Linked DNA regions of Gossypium hirsutum: all the other regions are linked to region 3. Evidence: chromatin contacts called from public Hi-C data. All regions are on one chromosome and are shown on one strand. The core of a region is the stretch at or near the end of the contact, and the rest is flanking DNA. Distances in the headings are between cores, read along the strand shown.

The links. A called contact is a pair of places that touch in the nucleus more often than the background predicts.
Region 1: a contact with region 3 is called in a Hi-C map of leaf, with 2.3 times the contacts expected there. The contact joins the enhancer-like site here to the promoter of LOC107920702 in region 3. A contact is called at or near these places in 2 of 34 Hi-C or Micro-C datasets (both in leaf).
Region 2: a Hi-C map of leaf shows a contact between it and region 3, with 4 times the contacts expected there. The contact joins the promoter of LOC107919976 here to the promoter of LOC107920702 in region 3. A contact is called at or near these places in 17 of 34 Hi-C or Micro-C datasets (anther, callus, fibers and 3 more).

What each region holds. Positions count from the first base shown.
Region 1 is chrD13:31,793,639-31,797,922 of Gossypium_hirsutum_v2.1, reverse strand. LOC107919910 (CMP-sialic acid transporter 3) reads left to right here. Exons shown (of 16, transcript XM_016849350.2): 16 at 1-214. Among protein-coding and RNA genes, the nearest start is that of LOC107919910, 16 kb to the left of the region's middle. Within about 2 kb of position 2,247, at least 7 of the 9 cell types and tissues checked have an H3K27ac peak or open chromatin away from gene starts, as enhancers often do. A contact at or near this core is called in leaf, where this site is marked.
Region 2 is chrD13:31,847,976-31,852,825 of Gossypium_hirsutum_v2.1, reverse strand. It overlaps LOC107919976 (putative acyl-activating enzyme 19), which reads left to right and starts at 2,238. Exons shown (of 17, transcript XM_016849434.2): 1 at 2,238-2,552; 2 at 3,075-3,578. The coding sequence starts at 2,243.
Region 3 is chrD13:32,223,800-32,228,295 of Gossypium_hirsutum_v2.1, reverse strand. LOC107920702 reads right to left here and starts at 1,549. Exons shown (of 4, transcript XM_016850525.2): 1 at 1,250-1,549; 2 at 580-706; 3 at 392-464. The coding sequence starts at 1,277.

The sequences.
Region 1 (4,284 bases), core at 998-3,497, 430 kb after region 3:
ACCAGTAAGTTGAAGATCTGCATCTGCTATAGAAGAAAAGTTGAAAATTTTTTTACTGGATTATAGAGATCTTATATTTCTTTTTTATTCATGGAGTGAAGGACTTGGTTATTTTAATAAATCCTTCAAACTCATGGACCATTGCATTTGTGAACATTGAATATGCCTTGAATATTTTGATATCCAATCGAATGCACTCTACATTTACCAAGAAGAGCTGATTTATTTCTTCAAATAACTGTTAGTCTTGTTTAATCGGGTTTGATTTTGCATCAGTAATGATTCGTTTTTTGTGATTTCTTATTTTATAATCTCGGACTTTTAGCCTTTGCATTTCTTCTATATCCATCAAAATTCCATTTTGTCTAAATTGCGTCGTACTTTAACCCAACGCGGTCTAACTGCGAGTTGGCTTGGGAGTATATGTTCTGACCGAAATTTGATTGCAAACAACAGTTCTTCACAGATTGACTGTGGAAATTGAGAGTTCCAAATTGCAATCTTAGCTTTTTCAAAGCTTCAGATGCGTTTAGAGATCATATATATTTTCTGCTGCAAGCAAGCAATTGATTTGAGAGATTGGAGGTGGATATTTCTTCCGTAATTAAATGGCGCTTTGCAAAACGTTGCCCATATATCTATTAGCACCAGATATTTAGTAATAGGTGAAAACATGGTTCGCTCTAATTTACTAAACAGCTCCTCAAAATTGGGTCGGATTTAGACAAACACAAAAGTTATTAGGTTAAATATTGCAATAATTTGCAAAAGTTGTAGATTTAGTTTTTAAAGTTGATTAATTTTAGTCTTTATAATTTTTTTAATTTGAAATTTTGGTTAAATTCATTTATTAGTTTTGTACTATGCATTCAATTGTAGATCTGATCCATATTTTTCAATTAATTCATTTTAAGTTTATATTTTTTGAAATTTAAAGTCTCATTCTTGATGCATTATATGTGAAAATAATTTGACATGACATTAAACATGGGATAATATGTTTTGACTTATTAGATTTAGAAATAGTAGAAATTAATGAATTTAATAGCTATCGTTTGGTGTGATTAAAATTTTACAATTAGATACATGTAGGGACTAAAATTGATCAAATTAAAGTATAAGAGCTAAATCTACAACTTTTGTAAAGTAAATGGTAATGTTACTACAAGTTTGGTGTGAAACTCTACCCACGAGCAAGTAGGTTGGTTTAAGTTGGACACTTTTCCTTTCCTTTTCTATTACCACCAAAAAAAGAAAAATAGTAATTGTGAAACTTTAAGGTAATGCTTCAAGCTATGTCTCTTTTAGGTCAAGATTATCGAGGGGATTTATTTTCCTTTGCAGTGAAATGTTTGTAATGGCCAAAACATTTTTCTTTGCAAGCAAAATGGACCTTCTTTCTTCTGAGGTGTTTTCTTCGCCTCCATTTGATGCCGTGGATTTTATTGTTAAAGATTTGAGTGATTCAAATTGTCGATCCTATAAAATGGACCTAAAAAAGTCCTCATTCAATGAAACAAAATGTAAAGCTATTGCTTCTACTCCTTATTGAACCAACTGTTTGGCACTTTTTTGTGGATGGAACCTACTTTGTAAGGTTGGGTTATAGGCAACTTGTTTGGTCTATGCTTTTAGCGTACCAAAAGGATCTAACTTTTAATTTTGTTTGATAAAGGATGGAACCTAATTTAGGCCTTGAATGGTGCTACATGTAGAGCTTGCCATAATATGGTTGCTTCAAGAGTCAAGTGCTACAAGAGGGTTTTTCAAGATTTAAAAAATGGTGTGGATTGATATCGTAAGTTTTAATCTTGATTTTGGTTCTTTGGATTTTAAAGGCCGTATTTGTTAAATTTTCTAGCACCTTTGGAAGGCTAGGATCATGTTTGTTTTGGAAAATACTATTAAAGAACCTGTTTTGGTTTGACTGCAAGCCTTTAGGGATTTTTTTTTTCAATTTTATTAACAAGGCCTACGATGATTTTTTATTTTAGAAGAAAGAATGAGGGAGAATTTTCTTAACAAAGGCCTTCTTCTATTGGTGGTGTTGTTTGCAGGGATTTGGATGACTCATTCCTTGATGGTGCTAATTCTTTTGCGTCAAGCTGTGTTATGGATCGTTAACGATCATATCTTAGTTTAGATTTCTGTTAAGTCTGTTAAAATAATACTTAAGTAAATGCCACGTTTCATTAAATGGCTTAGTGATACGGTGAGTTTTACGTTGTCAAAACGGATGCGTTTTGTCTATCGCAATAGCGGTTATTGAATTCCATATATGATTTGTAACAGAATAGAGGAAAGGCATGCAATATTGAATCTGGTTTTCAGTCTCTTTTCTTCTCATTGTTTTCTTCTTTCTAAATTCTTCATTTCTATTCTAAACCCTAGTCCGATCTCGATTTATTCTTCAACAAAGGTATCAGAGCCTCTCAATCCTCATGACCGGCGACGGCGTAACCACGAGAATGCTAAAGGAACTTGGACAGATTCAAGGGGAACTTACATTCAAACAGAGTTCTCTCAACTGGATGCAAAAATTGATGTTCGGTTGAAGGATCTACAGGAGGGAATCAAATCAGAGGTACATACGGAGCTTCATTCTGAACTTCATTCTTTATTCGAACAATATTTTGGGCAGGGACCTCCAATGGCAGTGAACGGAACGGTGAACAGTAAAGGCAAAGGAATTTTGGGAACACCACCTGGGTTCTCATCTCAAGAGCACTTAGTAGTATCTCCAATGGCAGAGCGGGGTCATTCAAGTATATCTTCACGTGGGGTGCTGGTGGAAGCTGATCGTTCCACTTTTAGGATGGAATGTCCGTCATTCGATGGGGAGAACTTCCGAGGTTGGTGGTCCAAGCTTGAGCAGTACTTTGAAGCGGAGGGAATTGGGGATCACGCAAAAGTGCGGTTGGTTATGTTGCATTTAGAAGGTAAGGCTCTTGATTGGCATCATTTTTTTCTCGACGGCATGGGGACTATATCAACTGTTTTGGGAAATTTATGCGAGGGGACTTAAGGAGCGCTTTGGATCGGACTCTTTTTTGGATCCCATGGCAGAACTGGTAATCCTCAAGCAAATTGGTTCTGTAGACCAGTATCATGATGGGTTTCTAAGTTTATTGAATCAGTTGAATCTTCCTGAATCTTATGCCCTGAGCATTTTTCTCAGCAATCTCAAGCCAGAGATAGGCCAATACCTTAGGTTGTTTAAACCTCAGACACTGGTAGAGGGGTACAACTTAGCGAGGCAGGTGGAGAATATTGTACATGGACCAATCAAAAAAGAAAATCTGCTTACTAGTGGTAGTTCAGTGGGCAGACCCTTACTTCTTATGACTCGGAGTTTTAGGGAAGCAGTAGTTTAAATTCAACAAGTGAGTCAACAAATGGGAAGTCTAATTTTAGAGTACCCTCAAAGTCTTTGTCTCAGGCCGAATTAGAGGATAGGAGGAAGAAGGGGCTTTGCTTTTGGTGTGGTCTTAAATATTCTCCAGGCCATAAATGCTCGAAGTCTCAAATGTACTAGTTGGTGGTGGAACCATGGGAGGACAGTTGTCCGGACATAAGAAGCCCTACTCAAGAGGATTTTCAAGACTGTCCTGAGTAGTTGGAAACAACAGAATTAGGATCTAGAAATTCATCTCCTATATTATAATTACATGCCTTACATGGATTACAGGGACACAATACCATGCAGTTCGCAGCACATATTGATCGATGTGAGGTGGTGGTTTTGGTAGACTCTGGTAGCACACATAATTTCATTGATTTCAAGGTAGCTAGAAGATTGAAGCTGGTCATCGAACCTGTGCCTAGTTTGAAAGTGTCGGTGGCAAACGGGGTGAAATTAAACACTCATGGACTTTGTAAAGCTGTTGAATGGGAGACACAAGGGTATAAATGTGTTACTGATTTTTTAGTGTTATCGGTCAAAGGGTTTGATGTGGTGCTAGGTATTCAATGGTTGCTTTCGTTAGGGCCGATTGTATGGGATTTTGCCAATCTCACCATGCAATTTAAATGTGGGTTGTGAAATTGCAGGTTAAAGGGCACCATACGTGGTTCAATGCAGGTTATTCCTAGTGGCCAATTTTCTAAGTGTATGAGTTTGGTAGGTAATGGTCCTGGTCCGATGTTGTTGACCTCATATGATCTGACTGTTCTCACAAAGCCTCCGGCTCAGGCGTCACTTGACTTGCAAAAACTTCTGAATGATTTTGAGGATATATTTCAGGTGCCTACACAGTTACCTCCCTTTCGGTTAAACGATCATAG
Region 2 (4,850 bases), core at 989-3,488, 380 kb after region 3:
AACCATGATGTATGTTAAGAATTTTAGGTACTATGCGAACCTATGATTTTGTGTGAAACCCATACATTGGGAGTTATGTGAACCTATGAGTTAAGTGTTTTTAAGTAAAGGCTGGAAAGTATATGAATTCGTGCCTCATACTATTTTGCAAACTCTTAAGATTTCTTTGTTGTACAATTTGAGTTGTTGTATGCAAACCTAAGTTGTGCTGCGAACTCTTAAGTTTATTATCAAGCATGCAAACCTGCTTAAGTTACTTTGTGAAGCTTGCTTGTTTTACATTCTGTTTCCACTACTATATTTTTGTTTTAGCACAACTTTTGCTATTATTAAGTGGTGTGTTGGAGGTTAGGTTGGAAGTTAACGGAGAGTCACTCTGGTGATCAATGTAGTTCGCTGGACTCGGGTCGCTCCTTCTCGACCGAATTTGAGGTGTTACATGTGTTTTGGCATCAGCCATCAAACCACCTGTATTGTTGTAGCTTGGTTTCTTAGAAGTGTCATAGAATAGGGTACCACGGCGTAAAATATAACATATATAAACTTTAAATAAATGAATTTAAAGTTAAAATTGAATTAGATAAATATTGTCAAATATAGAACAAATCTAGATACAACATGAGAAAATAATTATAACATGTTACAACAAAACCCAAATGTACACATCAAAATTTATATGAAATATATTATTAACATATAAAAAATTATATACATTTATAGTACTTTCAACATGCACAAAATAACATAAGCATTAATAGGTGATGCCACCCAAACTTTTATCTAAATTAAATTAATATAAAAAATACAAATATCCCATTAATTGAGACATGCGGCGAAAATTATACAAACCATAATTAAATTTAAAGGGTAAAATATATATTACCCATTACTTTTTAAACCCTAAATGAAAAATTAAATAATCTTAGGTAGTGTTTGTTTAATTGGAAATAGTTTATGAAAAATGATTTCTCAAATGGATTGATTATTTTTGGAAGAAAACATATTTTCTGATGTTGGGATGATTTTACATAACATATTTTTCATTGTTTGACAATTTTTCTGAAATCATTTTCTTAAAGTTGTTTTTAGCAAAACAAACACAACAAAAATACATTTGCTACAAAATATTATAGTAAAATTTTCTTTTGACAATTGAAATTTATTTTATAATAATATAATATTTTATAATAATTAATATCATATATAAACTTGATTATAAACAAAGTCTAATTAAAACTTTATTTAAACTACATATATTACTAAAGCTAAGCATAATTTAAACAAATACTCATATTTATATAATTAAAATATTCATATTTTATATCATAAAACATTTCTTATTAAATGTTTATAAATTGTAATATATATTTATTATTAAATTATTAATATAAATATTTTTCAATAATGTACTAAGAATATTATTTAAAAATTAAAATTATTATTGTTAAAATAAAATTGTAATAGTAAATAAATTATTAAAATGATAAATTATATTAATAGTTTTTATATTATTAAGTACAAATAATTAAATATGTATGTTTAATAGTATTTTTTTGTCACAATATGTTTAATAATATTGAAGATTACAATATTTGATTTTAATATTTTAAAAATTAAAATAAAAATTCTTATTAATATCATAATATTAGATTTGATTCAAGTTATTTTTTATATAAAATAAAATTATTCATAAATGAGATCTTTTTTGAAAATTAATTTACTTTTTTTGAAAGGGTAAGTCAATTAAAAAAAAGAGAGAGATTTATTTTCGGTTGACATGTAAATCATTTTCCTTTGACTAAGCTGTTAACTATAAAATAAACACAAGTAAAACAAATGCACCCTTATTTAATTTATATTTTTACTAACTACCTAAATTGACCCTTATTTAATTTATATTTTTACTAACTACCTAAATTGATATTTGACCAATAAGATTAATTTTTATTTAATTGAAAATCATAAAATACATAAATATGGTTATGGAATAATTTTAAATACCAAAACAATATTTCAAAGTTAAACCGGATCCAACCATTTTTAGTTTTTCTGTTCGAATTTGACCCAACTCATGGCAATTTCATAAATACACAGGTATTTTTGGGTTTATATTGGGTCCATGCGAACGAAAACTCGAATTAGGTAAAGCCCACATTACATTCCTCAATCCAACTTTTGTTAACCTGGTCCAATTAATATTTCGACATTATATATTCAAATCCGAAACCTTTGGAAAAAGTAAATGGCTTTTCCGAGTGGCGAGCAGGAGACGCTGCAGCGTAAGCACTGCTGCTTAATCCATGAATTTTACAGAGCAGCAAGCAAAAGCCCTGACAAAATAGCCATCATCCACGCGTCACCATCTAACCCGTCAGCTAATGAGGTCCGGATTGACAGAGAGTTGATCAACGGTGGGAATCCTCCGGTGTATAAAGGCGACCGGTGTTTCACTTTCGCTAACCTTTTAGCGTCCGTTGAATGTCTCAGTTTTCGTATATGTTCCGTTCTTGATGGTGCTGATGATCGTTACTTGATTAAACCCCAAACCTCAGGTACTTTTTTCTTTTTTCCCCTTCAGTTATGAATTTGTTTATTAAGATTCTGTTTGTTTGTTACTAGAAAAATGAGTGCAATTTGTATAAATTACAAAGGTTTGTCTTTTTGATTAATAAAAAGGATTTCAAATATAATTCAGCTTGAATACTGTCCATAAGAAGAGGAGGAAACTCCTCAATCGTTTGTTGGTATTCTGTGAATTTTAATATATTTATTTCTTTATTTCATTTGTTGGTTCTTCTTCACGGTAACTTTTGATATATCAAAGAGAAAGTAGGAGAAATAAAAACCAATGCTTTTTAAAGGAATTTTAATTGTTTCTTAATTCTTAATTTCTTATATGATTTGATGAAATGGGTTTGAATATTTCATGTTGATGATGACTGCAAGAGGAAAAAAAGGCATGAATTAATTAGAAATGTTAAGAGTTGTGTACAAGTATTTTGTTGTTTTAGAAGGAATTGCGGGTGTGTGTGTGTTTTAAGAATCCTTATTGGTCATTTTCTGTATCAATGAAGGTGATAACTCCAATGGCAAGCATCCTCAGTCTGTTCAAATGTCAGAAGCTTCATTGGATTTCATTCGAGGAGTTTGTCAACATACTGACCTTGAGAATATGTATGTACCAAAGATTGTTGCACTTTTTATGCCACCTTCAGTGGAATACGTAGTTTCTGTTCTTTCTGTTTTGAAGTGTGGGGAGGCTTTCTTGCCTGTTGATCCTGCATGGCCGAGAGATAGAATATTGTCGGTTTTGGATTCTTTAGATGCTGCTCTTGTTGTCACTTGTGGATCTTCACTTGTGAAAAGTGGTAGTGAGCTGGTTGATCAATTAGATTGGCTCTTAGAATGCTGCAGTTGTCCTATCATGCGCTTTTCTATGGAGGCAAGTATTGAACCGCATAAAAGTCAATCAAGTCTAGCATGGCCTTGTGAAAATGAAAGAAAAAGATTGTTTTGTTATCTAATTTACACTTCAGGATCTACGGGAAAGCCTAAAGGTGTATGTGGCACAGAAGAAGGTATGTTTTTTGTCATGATTTGAATACTACCGTAGTGTTTGTGTACAACTATACTGCTGGAAGTAGTTTATGTTTCACAATATGGATCTATGTTATCTCTTTCATCTTATCATTGTTAATAACTTTTTCTTAGAAAATCTGGTCAGGAACTAGGCTCCTAGTTGAACTAGAGAGACCTGAATTCATGTGAAAATATAATTGTTCTTTCATAGCTTAACAAAAAAAAAAAACTGTTCTTTCGTATCCTAGTACTAGTCTCTTAAGGAAAAATCAAACTTGATTTCTGCAACTAATTGGCAGACAACATTATAAAGAGCTCATAACCTAATAGAGACTTCCTAAGTCTTGAGAGATTTGAGTAATCTTTTGTGGTTCATAATGCTAGCTTGCTACCTTTCTTTATCTTAAATTCTTAAACCATCCACTTGAGATTGTATGAGGAGGGCTTGTGTTTTTTTGAATTAAGGAACAAAATAAATAAAGAAATTTTGGTTGTAACCACCATAGGATAATTGGAGGTTGTATATTTGGATTTAAATACAAGTTGCTCCATGATTGTGTTCCCATATAAATGTCAATACAATAGATGTTGTAGTTTCTTATCATGTTATTGGTTGATCATTGTATAGTTCACTAATTAATCCCTTCATTATTGCAAGATAACATGTGCATAGTGCAATAAAATGCCAAAATGTATTGTTTCCGGGGCCTTTTCATCTTGTGCTACAACATAACATCAACGAGCAAGTTTTGATCCATACGCAGTCAACCAACCAAATATCTTTACTTATGAATTATGTTAATCTTTGTGACCTTTAATCTTGATGTGGTTTAAACGAGAAAACAACAAAAAACAAGAAAGTTAGGGTTTTAAAATTAGTTAGAACAAAGTTGGAACTCTTGAAAACGTAGGCTTTAAAAAAGCCTTTGTTTATATTAATTAAAAGAATAATAATGATGATAACAATATCTCAAAGTTGTATGTTTAGCTCTATTATTGTTATTTATTTATAGAGAGAAGAGATGAAACCCTCGTTAAATTGTAGAAGTCTATTCCAATAGGAAACGTTAAATTGTAGAAGTCTATTCCAATAGGAAAACAAACTCCTAGTTTAACTATAATTAGGTGGGGTAGCAACCCTAGTTAAATAAACTAATGTTTGTCGTCTCTAGCAGTAAATGAGGGGATTTTTGGCCTTTCCTGTATCAAGTCTAATTACAATTACTTTTTTGACTTTTAACTCAGTACTTTATAATTCAATCCAACTCGAT
Region 3 (4,496 bases), core at 300-2,799:
ATCAATTACACATTATACAGAATATCAAATGCAAGCTGCTCAAGCATATTCATAACATTCACTGTATCAAACTGGGTCTAATTATGAAATTCACCTATGTTATAGAAACTGAGAAATTAGTGTAATTGTTGATAAATACATGAACTTGAGCTTGAACTATTAATTTTTACTAATTTATTATATATAAATTGTTGAACCGGTGAGTTTTGCTTCCTTGCATATAAATCTATGAACTGCTAGTTTGTAAGTCAATGATTTTATAACAAGATTCAATAGTGTTTACCGAGTTGGACTAACTTTTCAGTTTTAGAAAAGTAACGAAGATCAAATTTGACAAATTAAACCCAGTAAAGTATATAATGTATATTCTCAAGAAAGAGTTGTAGATTACCTGCATCATTGATCTGATTTGGTCCTTAGAGGGTGGATCAAAGTGCGGCCCAGGCAAACGCTTATTAATATCACTACAGAAGGAATAAATTAAAGATGCATTTAACATAGAAAGCGGTTAACAGTACATGTACCATTGCATGATTATGAAATGAATGAAACATAGAACGTATAAGCAAAATTCCTCACTTATACACCAGCAAGACAGCGATATATAGATCTTCAAATGTCAAAGTAGCTCTTCCTGATTGATTTTTGACACGCTCAAAAACCTTATCACTGATTTTCCTAATCTGTCTCTTTCTCCATTCCTTCCCTGCAAAAAGCAAGTGTTAAACTATCAAATACTCGCTTATAGCACTACAAACAGTGAAATGTTACTTCCTCTCATTAAACCCAATACTAATAAAATACAGTTTCCAGAGAATATCAAATCCAACCCAGCACGGTAAATATCAATGAAAGCAGAAGCCATGAAAAAACACTTGTTCAAACTAATCACTCAACATGAACATCTACCCATCATAATTCCAGATGCCCATTTCTCTGAAGCGATAATTAAAGCTTAATTTGACCTGTACTTTTAAAACAATAAAAATTAGAAATTTAAATTTTCTATAGAAAACAAAAAGTTAGACCTTTTCTTTTTAATTTAAATATAATATAGTCTTTACAAAAATAAGATACGGCTAAAAGAGAATACCTTTCTATGGAATATATACTAATATATATATATTAAAAAGCGCCCTTAATTCCCATGATTTAAAAGAATCGACTTCTGGGTTTCAAATATCATAAACTTTTGAATAACAAAGTTTCGAGATAAAGGGAAATTTAAAAGGGAGAGAAAAAAGCTTACCATGGATTTTTTCTAGGATTTGTCCCATGACTTCAGAAACGACGTAGCTTTGGAGATTCTAAAGGTTTCAGTGTGCCGATGAAACAAAGATGAAGGTGTATCCCATGGTGGATTTACGGCGGAAAGAAAAATAAAGCAAAAGACGAGAGGGAAAGGACACTTGATACGGTGGCGTTTCAAAAATTAGAAGTGACGTAGCACATTAAAGGTGGATGATAGTAACGTGTGGAAGTGGACATGTGGTGATGTACTTCGCAGATCCAATCTTCACATTTCATCTATGACTTTTGGGTAAACTACGCCCATATGTCATCCAACTATGGGTTATTATCTTTTGTCACTCAATTATGAATTTGTTTCTTTTTTGTCACCTAATTAATCGAGATTGTATTTTTTTAATCCATTTTTGTTAATTGCACTGGCGGGAGAGTGACATGGCAGTTGAGAAATCAATATAATAACAAATTTAACTTTTAACTTTTATATATTATATCGATTTAATCATAATTTTAAAAAATTAACTCTCAAAATTTACAAATGGTCTCAATTTGATCTTAATTTTTATTTAATATAAATATAAATATAAATATAAATATAAATATAAATATAAATATAAATATAACTTTATTATTATTTATTTGAAATATTTATGTATTTTTATATATTTCTTTGAATCTTTTTAGAAATTAGGATCAAATTGAGATCAATTGTAAATTTTTAGGGTTAATTTTTTAAAATTATGAATAAATCAATATATTATGTAAAAGTTAAGGGCTAAATTTATTGTTATGCCGATTTTTCAACTATCATGTCACCTTTCCATTAGTGCAATTAATGGAAATGGACTAAAAAATATAATCTCGATTAATTATGTGACCAATTTTAAAAAATTATAGTTGGGTGACAAAAAAAAAAGAAACAAATCCATAGTTGGTTGATCAATCTAAAAAAAATTCATAGTTGGATGATCAAAAAGAAAATGACCCATAGTTGAGTAACCTGTGGTGTAATTTACCCATGACTTTTTATTTTTATTTTAGGGTAAATTCCACCATTAATCACAAAATTATGGGTAAATTTTTATTTTGGTCACTTAACTACAAAAATGTTACAATTTGATCACTTTCGTTTTCAAATATTTTGTCACCTATGGTTAAACGATAATTTTTAGTTGGTATAATAACAATTTTAGTCCTTGATTTTTATACTTTCTGTCAATTTGACCCTAATTATATATAATATAATAAAAATTTGAAATTCCTTTTTTAAATTTTAAAAATTATAAAAATTTAAATTTAAATAAAAGTAGATGAAATTTTCAAAAATTGGTAAAGTGAGAGAAAATGAGGGAAATGTAACGACTGAACTTTTGTTAGTGTCGAAAAATACAATTTCGGAACCCCATTTCCTTAAACTGAGTTCGTAAAGATAAAATAAGAAGATTTACAGAGCTGGTATAAAAATATATTAAAGACCGATTAAGTAATTTAACCGAAAAAATCATTAATTAAAGTTTAGGGACTAAATTGTAAAAGTCCAATCACTATTAAATTATAATTTAGAAAATGCTTGAGGACTTAGTTGGCAATTATCCAAAGCACCTAACTGGTTTTTAAAATTTTTTTTTCTGACATAGTGGGAAATGATGATGTAGCCATTTAATTGATATAATTGTAATTAATAAATATAAATATGATAAATTAGTGAAATAAACATGATTAATTAAGATTAATTTATCTTTAATCTAAGCATATATATTAACTTAAGTGGGAGATGACAACATTATCATCTTCTTCCTTAAGCTTTCAACTGTCTAGGCTTGAGAAATAAAAGAAGAAAACATTGCTCATCCATTTAACTTTCGGCCATTCAATTGAGCATGTAAGGAAGCAATTTGTTGTGATTTAAAAAAAAAAATCTTAATCATCTAAGCTTAGTTCATCACACCCATGCTTTAAATTTTGTAATTTCTAAGTGTACAACAAGTTACCATTATTGGAGGTTGATGAAATTGAGCTTGATAATGGTAGATATCTAGTTGTTGAACTTAGATTTTACTATGATTGTATTGAAAGATAGGGAAAATAGCTTAGAATTAAATATTTAGTTAATTTTCATATTAGGGACCATATTGAATAAAATTAAAGATCATGAAATTATGCTAGAGATGAAAAATATAGGGTCCCTAATGAAAGAATATGAAATTGAGTTTTGATCCGATGTAAGATATGGACAATTATGAGTATTTTTAATATAGGGACTAAAATGAATAAAATGCAAAATATGTTGATTATGTGTTTGAATGTGAACTAAAATCATTTTTATAATTGAATTATCGAATGAAGTTAAAAATGACGTTGGGCCATCACGAGAGAAAGGAAAGATAAGAGTCGTAGACAAGTAACGAATACGGTTTGTATTTTCATGATTTGAATTCAACATGCATAGATATGTATGTTTAGATACAAACTAGCTTATTTAAGGTAAAATATTCTGTTTGTCTCATGATTCAAATTTTATTTGATGGTATGGAGTATTAACAATCTAATTGATTTGAGCGTGATATAGTTTGTATTATATAAAATTCCGATATAAGATCATAAATATGTATGTGTGTTAGAATCATTGGTTACCCTATTACTTGTCCCGGGCAAAGTCGGGTATAGTTGGCATGCCATAGGATTAGTGTACGAGATTATACTTCGATTTATACAATGTGGCACAGAGCGCATATTGTACTTTGAATGTCTGATAAGGTGCGGATCACACTTTACTTCGGTTATACCAATAAGGCGCAAAGCGCAATTTATACTTTTGACGTTTCGATGAGGCATTGGGTGCCAAATATATTGGTGTGATGGTTGGATGATCCGTGTATCTATCTTAAGTTCGTGTTTCAGTAATAAGGATTATAAAACATGAGCTTGCTAAATGATATTTGATATGAAATGTTGATGAAAAATGGTATATCATGTATATATATGTCAAATGTGACAAACAATAACATGTGAAAGATTTTGTGAACCAATTTAATTGAGCCCTAAGGGAAAATATGGATTTGAGTCGAATAAATAGACTAAAAAAAGAAATGAGAAATTGAGGTGAATGAATCATATGTTATGGAATATAAATGAATGTAATGCAATGATAGAGAGCAAAAATAGTATATTTATATGAGTTTACCAAATGAAATAGGGTATGAATTTGGTACATGAGACATGAATGAATAGAAATTGTTGATAATTAG